Regions from separate parts of the Arabidopsis thaliana genome. Here region 2 is linked to region 1. Evidence: chromatin contacts called from public capture Hi-C data. All regions are on one chromosome and are shown on one strand. The core of a region is the stretch at or near the end of the contact, and the rest is flanking DNA. Distances in the headings are between cores, read along the strand shown. Region 1 holds the start of AT1G68260 (Thioesterase superfamily protein). Region 2 holds the start of IPT1 (isopentenyltransferase 1).

Region 1 (6,300 bases), core at 2,031-4,530:
CTTCGATCATGTAGTACATTTTGGAGTGTAGGAAACAAACGTATAAGATTATAAACTTACGAGCCCTCATGACTCACCGCAATATTAGCCACATGAATTTTATAAAAATTCGATTGTTTATTTGTGTTTACTGTTTTTGATCATTTCAAACATAAACTTTTATGTTCTCATGTATACCGCTTCCTCAGTTGCTTACGCTCATGTTCGTTCGCTTGTAACGGCGGGAGAAATCCAATGTTGCATTTTGAGTTATCCGAATACAGATTTTTTGTATTTGTAAAATATTCATGAGCTTATTGAGAGGGCCATTAAGGAGCTTACTTTGGGCTAATTAGATGAATTAAACAAAGTGGTAATTCACAACTAAAAAAACTTATCAACTAAAATATAAAGTCGTTGGGATTCTGCTCCATCATTATGACATGACGTTATCGTAGTGATTGCATATCTCTTTCATGTAATAACCCAAGTGCCTTGAGCAGTTTGGTAATTTGGGGTAAAGGTGATTTGTTTAGGCCTTTATACATGTGAGATCTTTCCTCAAAGAGCAAGTCCCATATGTTTCTTGTTCCAATACAGACAGTGATCTTCGCGCTAATGTTTTTTATCAACTCACCTTCAAAAGTTATCAACACGCATTTGTCGGAATGCTCTTGACCTGCTAATTAAATCTCATCTAGATTTGGATTTGGAACGAGAACTGCATAAGAACTGTTCACTATAGAAACACCAACTACAATCAGTTCTAGTCTTTAGCTTTAATAATTACGTAAATGAATGGCGCAAACTGCAAAGTTCATAAGCTCTAACTGATAGTTGATGAATTATTTAAGCTAAAGACTAGAACTGAAATCCGTTAAAAGCAAACTTTGAAACTATTATTGATAGTTGAGGAGCATATTATTGAAAAATATATATATATATAATGTCAAATGTTTATATGGTATTATCATTATATAAAAGATTTAGAATTTATCACTTCATCCAAATATTTGTTTTATTTTATGGAAATATAGTCAATGAGTACTAATAATAGTTTGATAACATCTTAAACAAATTTTAAGAATTTCAAGTCCATGAGAATCATTCAAATACAGTTGATAATGATCATTTTATCAAAAACTCCACAATGCTTCATGAAAAGAATTATAATGTAAAATATATTTATCAATTGATTATGTAGTCATCAATTTTAAATATATAAAAAGAAAAAAAAAATCATACTTCATCAACTATAAAAAGGAAATTCAAATCCAAAATATATATAAAATAGATAGTTATGATATCAAGCGATCATTAATCATCATAATTATTTTAATCTAATGTTTTACTTTAAATTTTTAATTGAAAGATTTCACTAACTCTTGATAAAATAGTATAAACATGGATCCTTGAATGATTTTACTAGTTGGCTTATAACGGCGTGAGAAATTCAATGTTGCATTTGCATTTGATCCGAATATACATAATTTATATTTATAATATATATGGGCTAATGACAGGCTTATTAAGTAGATTCAATTGGGCTGATGAGGTGAATCAAACGGCGTCGTCTTGGCGTAGGAAGTGAACAAATTTAGAACGTATAGAAGATGGGATGCGAACAGGACGGTACTTGTTGTCGAGCCACACAGCTATTCCTTTTGCCTCCAATATAGGCTGTTTTATATATATCAATCAAAAGCATTCGAAATTAGTTAGTAATTCACAAGTTAGAAACTTATCAACGAAAACACGAAGGCTTAGTGAGAATATTAACCTCTTGATTTGGAAGTTTAAAGATGAAATGATCGAAGTAAATACGCGCAGCAGATGTCCCCGATATCCTCGCTTTCACCACGAATTTGTCTCCGCTCTGTTCAAAGAGATGAAATGAATATATGGCATAATGTGAGGACAGGAACTAAGTTGAGGAAGAAGAGGGACGTTATTATTACACGTAAAGGTGAAAGGAACTTCATTGTCAACTCTGAAATTGCTAAGGCTTCCCCAGAACGTGCTACTTCGTCGCAGTTGATACCGATACTCTCTAGAAACTCATGTCGACCTTTAGTAGAAATATATTAACAAGCAACAGAATGAGATATATCTTATAAGTAACACACACTGAGCCATACCACAAAGCCATCCACTTCCCAATATATGGCTGAAGATGAATGCAAAAAGCAAGACTCTAAACTTAACGAACAAGATCTTAACACATTTCATTCTTCCAGTCACATTCAGAAAATGTATGAAAAGGTTTCCAACTAGAGTCAGAAAAGGAGTAGCTGACTATTGATCATGCAGTCCAGGTTCTGTCAAAGAATACGATCTGATGAAACTACTCTTTCACGATAGAAATTGACACAATCTGAAGCAGCAACATAGCAACCGAATTACTAGCAACATCACCTCAAGTTCTAGTCAGCCACATTCAAAAAATTGTCCAATTAGACTCAGAAAAGGAGTAACTATTGATCAAGCATTCCAGATTCTGTCAAGAACACGATCTGAAACTTCCTCTTTAACAATAGAAAAGTACACAATCTGAAGCAGCAACATCACAAACTAACTGAATTACTAGCAAGACTCTAAACTTACTAGCAAAATCTTGTCACATTTAATCCAAAGCCCTAAATTCTACTCAACCACATTCACAAAAAAAGTCCCTGTCAAACTAAGTAAAGAAGTAACTTTGATCATGCAGAGTTCAGATTTTATCAACTAAATTCACAAATGTATGAACACTTTCAACAATCAGAAGCAGCAACATTGAAAACTAACCGTGTTGACAGTAGTTTGCGTAAACAGCATTGTTCACAACACCAAACTGATCCAATTCATAATCACGAACTTTGAGTTCAACCTCATGGAACTCACTCATTCTGTACAATAGCGAAGATTTTCAATCAGAATCATTAGATCACTGAATCAGATATAGAATCTCGACAACACTGAATCCGAAAACTCAATTTCACAACGACGGAATCCGATTTCGTTAGAGATGCAAAATATGAAAGTAGAGAGATGTGTATACCCTTTGCCTCCTTTGAGATCGAAGAATGCTAGAGGCTTGAAGGTTTTTACGCTCCGGAGAGGAATACTAAGTGGTCGTCTCCATGAATTGAGAAACACTACCGCAGGCATAGCCGGAGTCGCCGTGCCGGTAACCTGAAGAAACATTTCTGGGTTTTCGAGAGAAACGATGAACTTTTTTGAAATCACGGTTTATTTTGAAATGCTAAACCAATCAACTTGGTTAACTATACGATACCAATATTTTGGACCGGTTTAATGCGTGTATACGTTTTAAATCTTATTTGATGTTGAAAAGTAACTTATTTGATGTTAACAAGTAACTAAACTGATGTGATATTTGATATTAAAAAATAATTGATGTCAATCTCAATAGACTAACATAAGTATGTTGGTTATATTCTTTAAGGCTGCTGAAAATAATTTAATTCCTCAGTGTTCTAACTATTGGTTAGATTGTTTTGCTAGGATTATGAATTTTGTTAGTTCACATGTAGTCTCATACCCTGAATTTGATAACCAAACAATATTTTTAGTATAAACGTATCGTTAATGAAAAGATGGTAACAAGTTAAAAAAATTGAATAACATATTTGATTACTTCGTTCAATGTTTGAGTGTCCAAAGGAGAAAGACAGTTTTATTATTACATAATAGTTAATAGACAACCATGCATAATTATATTTTGGCATAAACTCAAAGTCGAGAAGTAAAGTGATCAACCAAAGTTTAATCTTCACGATATAACATTGGCCTCATCCTCAGCAACCAAACCTTTAGTGATGGCTCTTAGGTTAGGCTTAAGGATCTTTCCATTTCCATTTTTGGGCAGTTCTTCCAAAAATACCACCTTTCTCGGACACATAAAATGTGGCAGATTCTCACGGCAATAGTCAATCAATTCTTTCTCTCTGGCCACAAATTTATATTCATCATCTTCTTTATTAGTCTCGCCCTTTTGTAACACAATGAATGCACACGGGGTTTCACCCCACACACGGTGAGGCATGGCCACGACGGCAACCTCAAACACTCTTGGGTGCTTGTAAAGAATATTCTCGACTTCAACACTGCTGATATTTTCGCCACCCGATATTATTATATCTTTGGACCGATCTTTGATCTCGATGTGTCCATCAGGATGGATTACACCTACGTCTCCAGTGTTGAGCCATCCGTGTTTAAACGCTTCAAATGTAGCTTTGGAATTCTTTAGATACCCTTTCATTATGTTGTTTCCTTTCATGACAATTTCTCCCATTGTCTTCCCATCGTGTGGGACACTCTCTTGAGTTTCGTTGTACTTCACATCAACTTCAGCTACGCTTAATATGCCTAGCCCTTGCCTTGCTTTCAGCTCCATTTGTTGATTCTCTGTTAATCTGTTTCAATTGAGTAATAGTTTTTGTCATATCAATCTTAATAATATTGTAAATGTTGTAAGTGAAAAAAAAATCATCACTATTAATTTGTTTTGAGAAAAAATATCCATTTCAATAAGTTCAATTACTTTTTGGTAAATGTTAACGAAATGTGAAATATAATACTGTATATATAAGTATAAACCTGTTCCACTCGTCTTGCCACTCACAAAAGAGAGCTGGACCAGTGGCCTCCGTCAGGCCATAGACATGCAGAACTTGAAACCCTAACCGCTGAACTTTCTTGACAAGAGCAGCGGGGAGAGGTGAACCTCCGGTCATCAGATGGACCGGTCCAGACCTATGTGACATGTCAAGCGGATTTCCTTGTAGGAGAATGTTGAAGACCGTAGGAACACAACACATATGTGTCACACTATGCATTTCTATGTTCTCATAGATCTCCGGGGCACTCACGTGGCTCATACACACATTGGTGCCCCCGCGCGCTGCTGTTGCCCATGTAAACGTCCATCCATTGCAATGAAACATAGGCAAAAATCCAAAGGTAGACAGGGCAGGTACTCATTTCCCAACCAATAATTACACCTAACGAGGTCAAATATGCTCCTCGATGGCTAATCACCACACCTTTTGGGTCAGCCGTGGTACCTGACGTGTAGTTTAGGGAGATGGGATCTTGCTCATTTTGTATACGGAACATATTTTCAACCAACGGAGACGTAGGCTCTCCCATCTGAATGAGACTCTCGTAGTCTAACTCCTCGGATGAAACCCTTTTAGCGGAATTGTACTCGTCAATAAATATGACCAGCAAGTTTAGTTGTAAGTCGTCACATGATAGTAGATGGAGGATTTCTCGAGCCAAGGGCTCAAAGTTTCGGTGTATGAATAATATCTTGGGCTGGGCGTGGCGGAGAATTGTGGTAATAGATGTTGCGTCCAAACGAGTATTGATAGGGTTAAGGACAGCTCCAGCCATGGGAACGGCAAAGTGCATCTCATAAATGGCTGGTGTGTTTGGGGCCACAACGGATACCTAAAAACACATTTATAATCACAAGCCTCATATTTTATATATATGAATGTATGTTTGTCTAATTATACACGTTAGTTACGCTCACACACTATAGACCAAACGGATATATTAAGAAAATATAAATCTGTTTAGCAAAACATTTGGGGTAACGATAGAGAGAGAGATAGAGAGTGTGACATACCACATCGTTCTTGGCGATGTTAAGAGAGATGAGAGAAGCGGCTAGACGACAACAACGGTCATAGGTTTGTGGCCAAGTGAAACGAGTTTGTCCGTAAATTATTGATGTTCGATTGGGATAACACTCTGAAGCTCTCTTCAAGAAAGTTATGGGCGTTAGAGGAACGTTGTTTGCTTCACATAACTCCATGTTATCCATCTTTTTCTTCTTCTTAATTTGTGTGTAATGAATGTTTGTGTGAGTGAAGAGGGATATGCAAACAATTACTATATCTAGAAAAATTATGAGCAATGTACCAACTAGTCGTTTTTGATCGGGTACGTTCGGTTCAGTCCAAAATTTCGAAAATGAAATGCTCGAATTTTACTTTTCAATTCAATTCAGTGACTTTTTCCTAAACGTTTTATCCAAACTAAACCAAATTGGCAAAACTTTAGTTCAGTTCGGTTCGAGCAATTTACTTCAGTATCTCCACATATTGAAACAATGTTTCAATGTTCTAATATATAGTTTAGAAGGAAAAAAATGTTCTAATATATATTTTCTAAATTTAAAGTCGTGTTAGCTTGAAAAGAGATTTTTTCTACAATACGTTCGTGTTATCGTGTATGAATGGTATCTAAGAAAAAGTTGTATCATGTCGACATTAAATGCATGATGAAGTCGAAGTAGGCTAATCA
Region 2 (5,772 bases), core at 2,238-4,737, 83 kb after region 1:
TGTTTCATTTCTTGGATTGGAATGAAATAAATAATTGTATATAAAGCGTTGTTGACCAGACCTATATCAATGGTAAAAAGTTTTGAAAGCAACCCCTGCAGTCTAGAGTTTACGTGCCAATATTATTGTCTTTGTTTTCTGATCAAGTTCTGTCACAAATTATGACGCCTTTATGAAATTTCAAACAACAATGGTGAACAAAGAGAGAATAATAAATGAGTGATAGAGAACGATGGAGAAATTATTGATATATAATGGAGGAAAAATATACACTTTGTATCGCAGTGTAGTTTTACATAACATTGACTAAACAAAAAAATAAGACGAGTTTAAGTTCTTGGTCCTAAACCAAGACCACCGTACGTACCAACCACGTGTAGTATTCACAAATAATGATCTTTTTATTACAAATTCTGTTCCGTATATCTTATGTTTTGGTTGCGAATTGTTTATACGTGGTGCATGCACTTAAAACTCAAGAACCATCAATATCTTTGTGACGAGAGCTTATAGATCCACGGTTAACTAGATGTGGAACAAAATATCGTGTGGGAGTTGTATAAGAATCCCACAGCTCGTTATGTCTGTTATGATGAACATTTAATTGAACTATACTTTTATAATAACTTGGACCAGAAAGGGTGTTTTAAAGTCCAAACAAATCATTACAAAGATCATTGAAAACTAGTCGAATAAAATCTATCTAAGATTGTCTTTTAAGATTTGGAGGATTTCGTTTTGATTAGTATTAGTTGTCATATCTGACTTCAAATAAGTTCGTGGGGCTGTCTGAATCTAAAAACTCCTTGCGGCTCAGGTTGCAACATTCTGTTTGCAAATTTAGATAATTCAAAGTACTGTAATATATTTGCTAGTTTCTAAATACTTTTAGAAGATTATGGTTTATCTATTTTATTTACTCAAAATTAAATGTATAAATGAGAAATCATTGGTGTTTTGTCTTTTTCATTTTGAAATCAATTCCTGTTTTTAAATGATAAACTAAACGTGCATAGGATAATAGGATAATCATGTAAACATAACACAAAACAGAAAAACTTGAAAACATCAAATTTCATACATTAACGATCAAGCATCAAAGACTCGTTTTTAGACGGCTTAGGAATTTAAGTTGCCTCCTAAACCACCGGTTAAGCATCGTACGTAGTCAGTTAGACCATCAAGACGTCTAGGCAACTTTGTATGTAGAGTTATAAGCTACATTGATGGTTTTCAGTCTACAAACTATTTTTACTACGTACTAATGACTAACTTTATGTTTAATATTGAAATATATTAAAATTATTGTATCATTTTATTAATAGTTATATAAAAATTTAGGATTAAAATATGGTTACAAATGTAGGTAAGTATGGTGCTACCATTTTTTAATATATATAAACAACATGTTATAGAATACCAACAAAACATGTTTACTTAATTATTGTACTTTCTACTTGTTACTCATTTTAATTATGAATTGATTTCTCTTCGTACATATGATCCACTAAAAACTGTTTTTTCATTTCCTTTACGACTTTAATTTGTTGTCATTTTGTCCAAAAAAAACATTATACGAAAATTCGAAATGTAACGCATAGAGCAGGATATTGAGGTTTCAAACCTCGACTTCCGTTTCCAACTTAAAGAAGACAAAAATAATAATTACATTTTACAATAAGAAAGAAAAAAAATACAAAAAAGGTTTTATTTGTTCTGACGCTAAATGCAAAAACTCTCTCTCCATGCCGTTGCTTTCTTCTCTATACACAACATTTCTGCAGACTACAACAAACAAACAAACAAACAACAAGCTCCTAATTTTCCTAAAGATCAAAAACTTTAAATCAAACACTTTTGAAAAAATGGTACACATTACATAAAAAACAAGAAACTAATAAAGAAAAAACAATAAACTAAAGTACTTTTTCTAACATTTTTGAAAAAATTTCCCATCGATTTAGGTTTTTAAGAACCAAAAATGTCTGATCATATGTATTCTATGTTACTCAAAAACAAAACCCAACAACAAAAAAATGTCTCTTTTTTCCAATTATTATTTCAAAAATAGTTCCCAAAAATGAGCTGTAAAATAGCTGGAAAAAACAAAAAAAAAAACTAATTTTGCACCAAATGCCGCTTCACAATCTTTACGCTTGGCTCCAACACTTGCTCTTCCCAATTCTCTCTCCACTTCTTCTCCGACGAACTCTTCATCATCACTGCTTTAAACGACGCCGTTGCATCAACTCTTTCTATTTCCCAACCAGCGTCTTTTAGCATCTCAATCTTCTTCACTTGTCTCTTCGCTAACGTCCACGTGTTCCTTTTGATATCATCAACCGCCTTATCGTACGCCGCTTTTCTTAAAGCGTCCCACTTTATCATCTTCTTCTCCGGTGGATACTCTTTGAAGTAACCGTCAAACTCCGGTACACCTATAGCTTTCCTAATCCCAAACCGGGTTTCTAAACCGGATTTAACCGGGTCGTAGAATCTAGACAGCTCTTCGAACATACCTGAATCCATCATTTCGTCGACTCTTCTGAGAAGATACTCGTAGAGAACAGTCTCCGATACATCGACCCAGATGAAACAACACTCGTAACGCAAATCGGAGCTGATTAAACACGACCCGGATGAAAAAGGATCGAACTTTGGGTCGAATCGTTGAGCTAAGAGTGCGTGGACGAAAGAGTTAGATCCACCGGCGATAATCGGAACCTTTTGACGAGAAGTTATCTCTTTGACGACGTTTGAAGCGGCGGAGCGAAACTCTCCGGCGGTTAGTTCGCCGTGTTCGGGGTTGATGACGCCGAGGAGATGGTGAGGAACGCCGCGACGGTCTTGTAACGTAATCTGATTCGTTGTGATCTCTAATCCTTCGTAGACTTGGATTTTATCGGAGTTTATGATCTCTGAAGGGAAACGAGTAGCGAGATCGACGGAAAGTCTTGATTTTCCGGCGCCGGTTGCTCCTAAAATGACGACGACTTTGTCTTTCCGATTCCGTGACCGTGACTGTTCCATGCGTATGGATGATACTAAAGGTTGGTGTTTTCGTCTTCGTTTGGTGAAAGAGAGAAGAGAAGAAGAAGAAGAAGAATGTGACGAGAACGACGGTGATGTTGTCGTCGTCGTCGTGAAGCGATCGGAGATTATTGGGAGGAGGTGGAAGTTGAGTTCTGTCATTAGCTAACAACAACAACACGGAAAGAGACAAAAGTTTCGTACGGTTCTTTTTGTTGTTGTGTTTTGAAACGATGCACCACACTATACAATCTCTCTTTTTGTCTTTCTCAAGCTTCACTTCAATGGAGGTGGTGGCTGACCTCAAATGCGTCACTATCTTTTGGGTTTGGAGAGGGTTTTAGAGAGGAAATGAATCATGAAATTGAGCTTACAAAATTGTTAAAATAACATAGTTGCATGATTAAACCAGAGAGAGTTTTTGTCTCTGATTTTTTTAGTTTTTTAAAGAGCATTTGTTATACCTATAGACGTGAAACCTAGATATTAACAAAGAAGAAACGATGACAAAAAAAAAAACACATCACTCTTTTTTTTTCAGGTATATATATACAACTTTTTAGTACTAAGATTAATTTGTTTTTTACTGATATTTTTTAAAAGGAAATAAAAAAGTTGTGTTTGAAAGTATTTTGTTTTGTTTTGGGGATTCAATGTGTGTTTTCATCATTATTGATTTAACACACAAATGTGTTTTATCATTTAAAATAGGAAGAAGGACAAAGTGAAGAAGCTATATTTACTGATAAAAATAGATAGGTCATCCAAATGGCAAAAAAAGGAATATAGCTTTGGGTTTTTAAAAATGCAGATGAAATGTTAATGCCACGTGGGAAGTATAAGGAGAATGGGGAGGAAAACAAGTGAAGGGTGTGGCAAAAGAGACGCGTGGGAGAAGGATTTATTGGCTATAGCGATTTAGCGAGAATTACAACATCACATGCCTTTCTTAACAAACTCTTAATTGTGTTTCCACTTTGTTTAAACTCTACACGCACCTTAATCTTCATATATTAACTTGGAGGCAATGAAACCATTTTCTTCTAATATATTGTTTCTCTAATTAGACCGAATGTGGATGCGAGATCCGAAACTGAAGGGTAACTAATCGGGTTTATGATGAAACATCGATCTACCGGAGTAAAAAAAATTGAAGAAACCACACGAAAAACGAGTTTAGCAAGTGGATTTTAGGTAAGAGAAATGATTTAGTTACAAATAGTAACGAACATAAAAAAGATTTATAGATCATAAAGTTCTTTGAACATATTGCATTTTTGTGATGATCGTTTGAATCATTTTTGGTTACGCAAAATGATGGACCTTTGTAACGCCAAACCCGATTGTGGGTTTTCTTGGTGTCCGTCTCCCAATTGAGATTCTTACTATCCCTCACTTTGGTAATATTAGACCTTTATCCAGACCGAATGCATGAGTGAGATCCGACACCAACACCATATATCAAGTTCTTATGTTTTTTTACGAGTTAAAAACATGTCATATGAGCTAAATCTAACTTGTGCTTGGTCCTTCAAATATGAAATCAAAATTAAATTCACATTTGCATTCCATGGATCCCTCATCGTCTTATTTGATAAGTTTCTTATGTATATACATGATAATAGAAACTCGGTTTGGTATAGCAAAATCGTGGATTGATTGCACAATTAATCGAATATACAATATTTGTGAAGTTATACTAAACTGTGCAATCAATCTACGATGTCATACAAAAAAACATGTAGATATAGAACAACCTCACAACTATTTATCCGGATTATGAAAAAACTCGAAACTGATTTAGTATAAATACTAATGAACATAGAAAAAAATAACTGAATTTACTATATAAAGAATTGTATATGGACTTTTACCACAATACCTTATGCAAACAGATACTTCATATACTGCATGTTGTTGTATTCCTCATACGTACTACACATTTTTTCTTACCATGTTTTTAGTGTCCTCGGACCAAATCAAACGATATAAATTAGTCCATTTCGAACATTTTATTTTTCTCCATATATAATTACGTACGTACCACATATTTCAAAGGCATCTTTCTGCGAAATTCGTTATTAAGTTTATTCTATGCAACAAGACATACATAACCGATGGGAATAATCTATACGTGCTTACGTTGAAGCAAGATGGTTCCTTTTGTTCTGTCGTAGGCTTATGATGTTGATGTATTTTATCATGTAGCTAGCTACTCCTTGTGGATTAATGATTAAATATAAAAAAGCATTGGAGTATTTTAATTATAAACTGTATACCAATGTTTTTGCAAAGTCAATGGCTTCTCTAATTCAATACGAGAACTATAATATTTGTTATAGCTAATCAGGTTTTCTTATCCATATATTTAACTAACAAAAAAATTCTCTTTCACCCACATTATCATCAATTATTATAAGATACAAACCGACACTAAATACAACTAGACTAAGATTCAAAATGTTTGTAGTTTATAGATGATACGAAATAATGGTCCAAACTGGTCTTCCGCTCTTCTTTATGTAACCGATTCAAATGGATACATAATTTTACATATATACAAGTGGATTTAGCAATTGAAAATCAGTCACTGAGTCCTAACAAGAAAGAATGTCACATTCTATAGAATAGAAAATGATACTTCGTATTTAGTTAATATGTATAAAATGCGAAGTCTATATCTATGAGATATATATGAGACTAATTGATATATGAGATTAGTCTATGGTTGAATATTGTCAT

What was found. Capture Hi-C pulls out chosen DNA fragments and counts their contacts.
Region 2: a contact with region 1 is called in a capture Hi-C map of root, with 4 times the contacts expected there. A contact is called at or near these places in 1 of 26 Hi-C or Micro-C datasets (callus) and 2 of 3 other capture datasets (root and shoot).

Annotation. Positions count from the first base shown.
Region 1 is chr1:25,584,437-25,590,736 of TAIR10.1, forward strand. AT1G68260 (Thioesterase superfamily protein) reads right to left here and starts at 3,281. Exons shown (of 5, transcript NM_105497.5): 1 at 3,020-3,281; 2 at 2,767-2,867; 3 at 1,938-2,047; 4 at 1,760-1,855; 5 at 1,338-1,659. The coding sequence starts at 3,165. The coding sequence ends at 1,540. AT1G68270 (AMP-dependent synthetase and ligase family protein) reads right to left here and starts at 5,818. Exons shown (of 4, transcript NM_105498.1): 1 at 5,621-5,818; 2 at 4,857-5,439; 3 at 4,585-4,765; 4 at 3,755-4,400. The coding sequence starts at 5,818. The coding sequence ends at 3,755.
Region 2 is chr1:25,666,858-25,672,629 of TAIR10.1, forward strand. IPT1 (isopentenyltransferase 1) reads right to left here and starts at 3,488. Exons shown (of 1, transcript NM_105517.2): 1 at 1,753-3,488. The coding sequence starts at 3,192. The coding sequence ends at 2,119.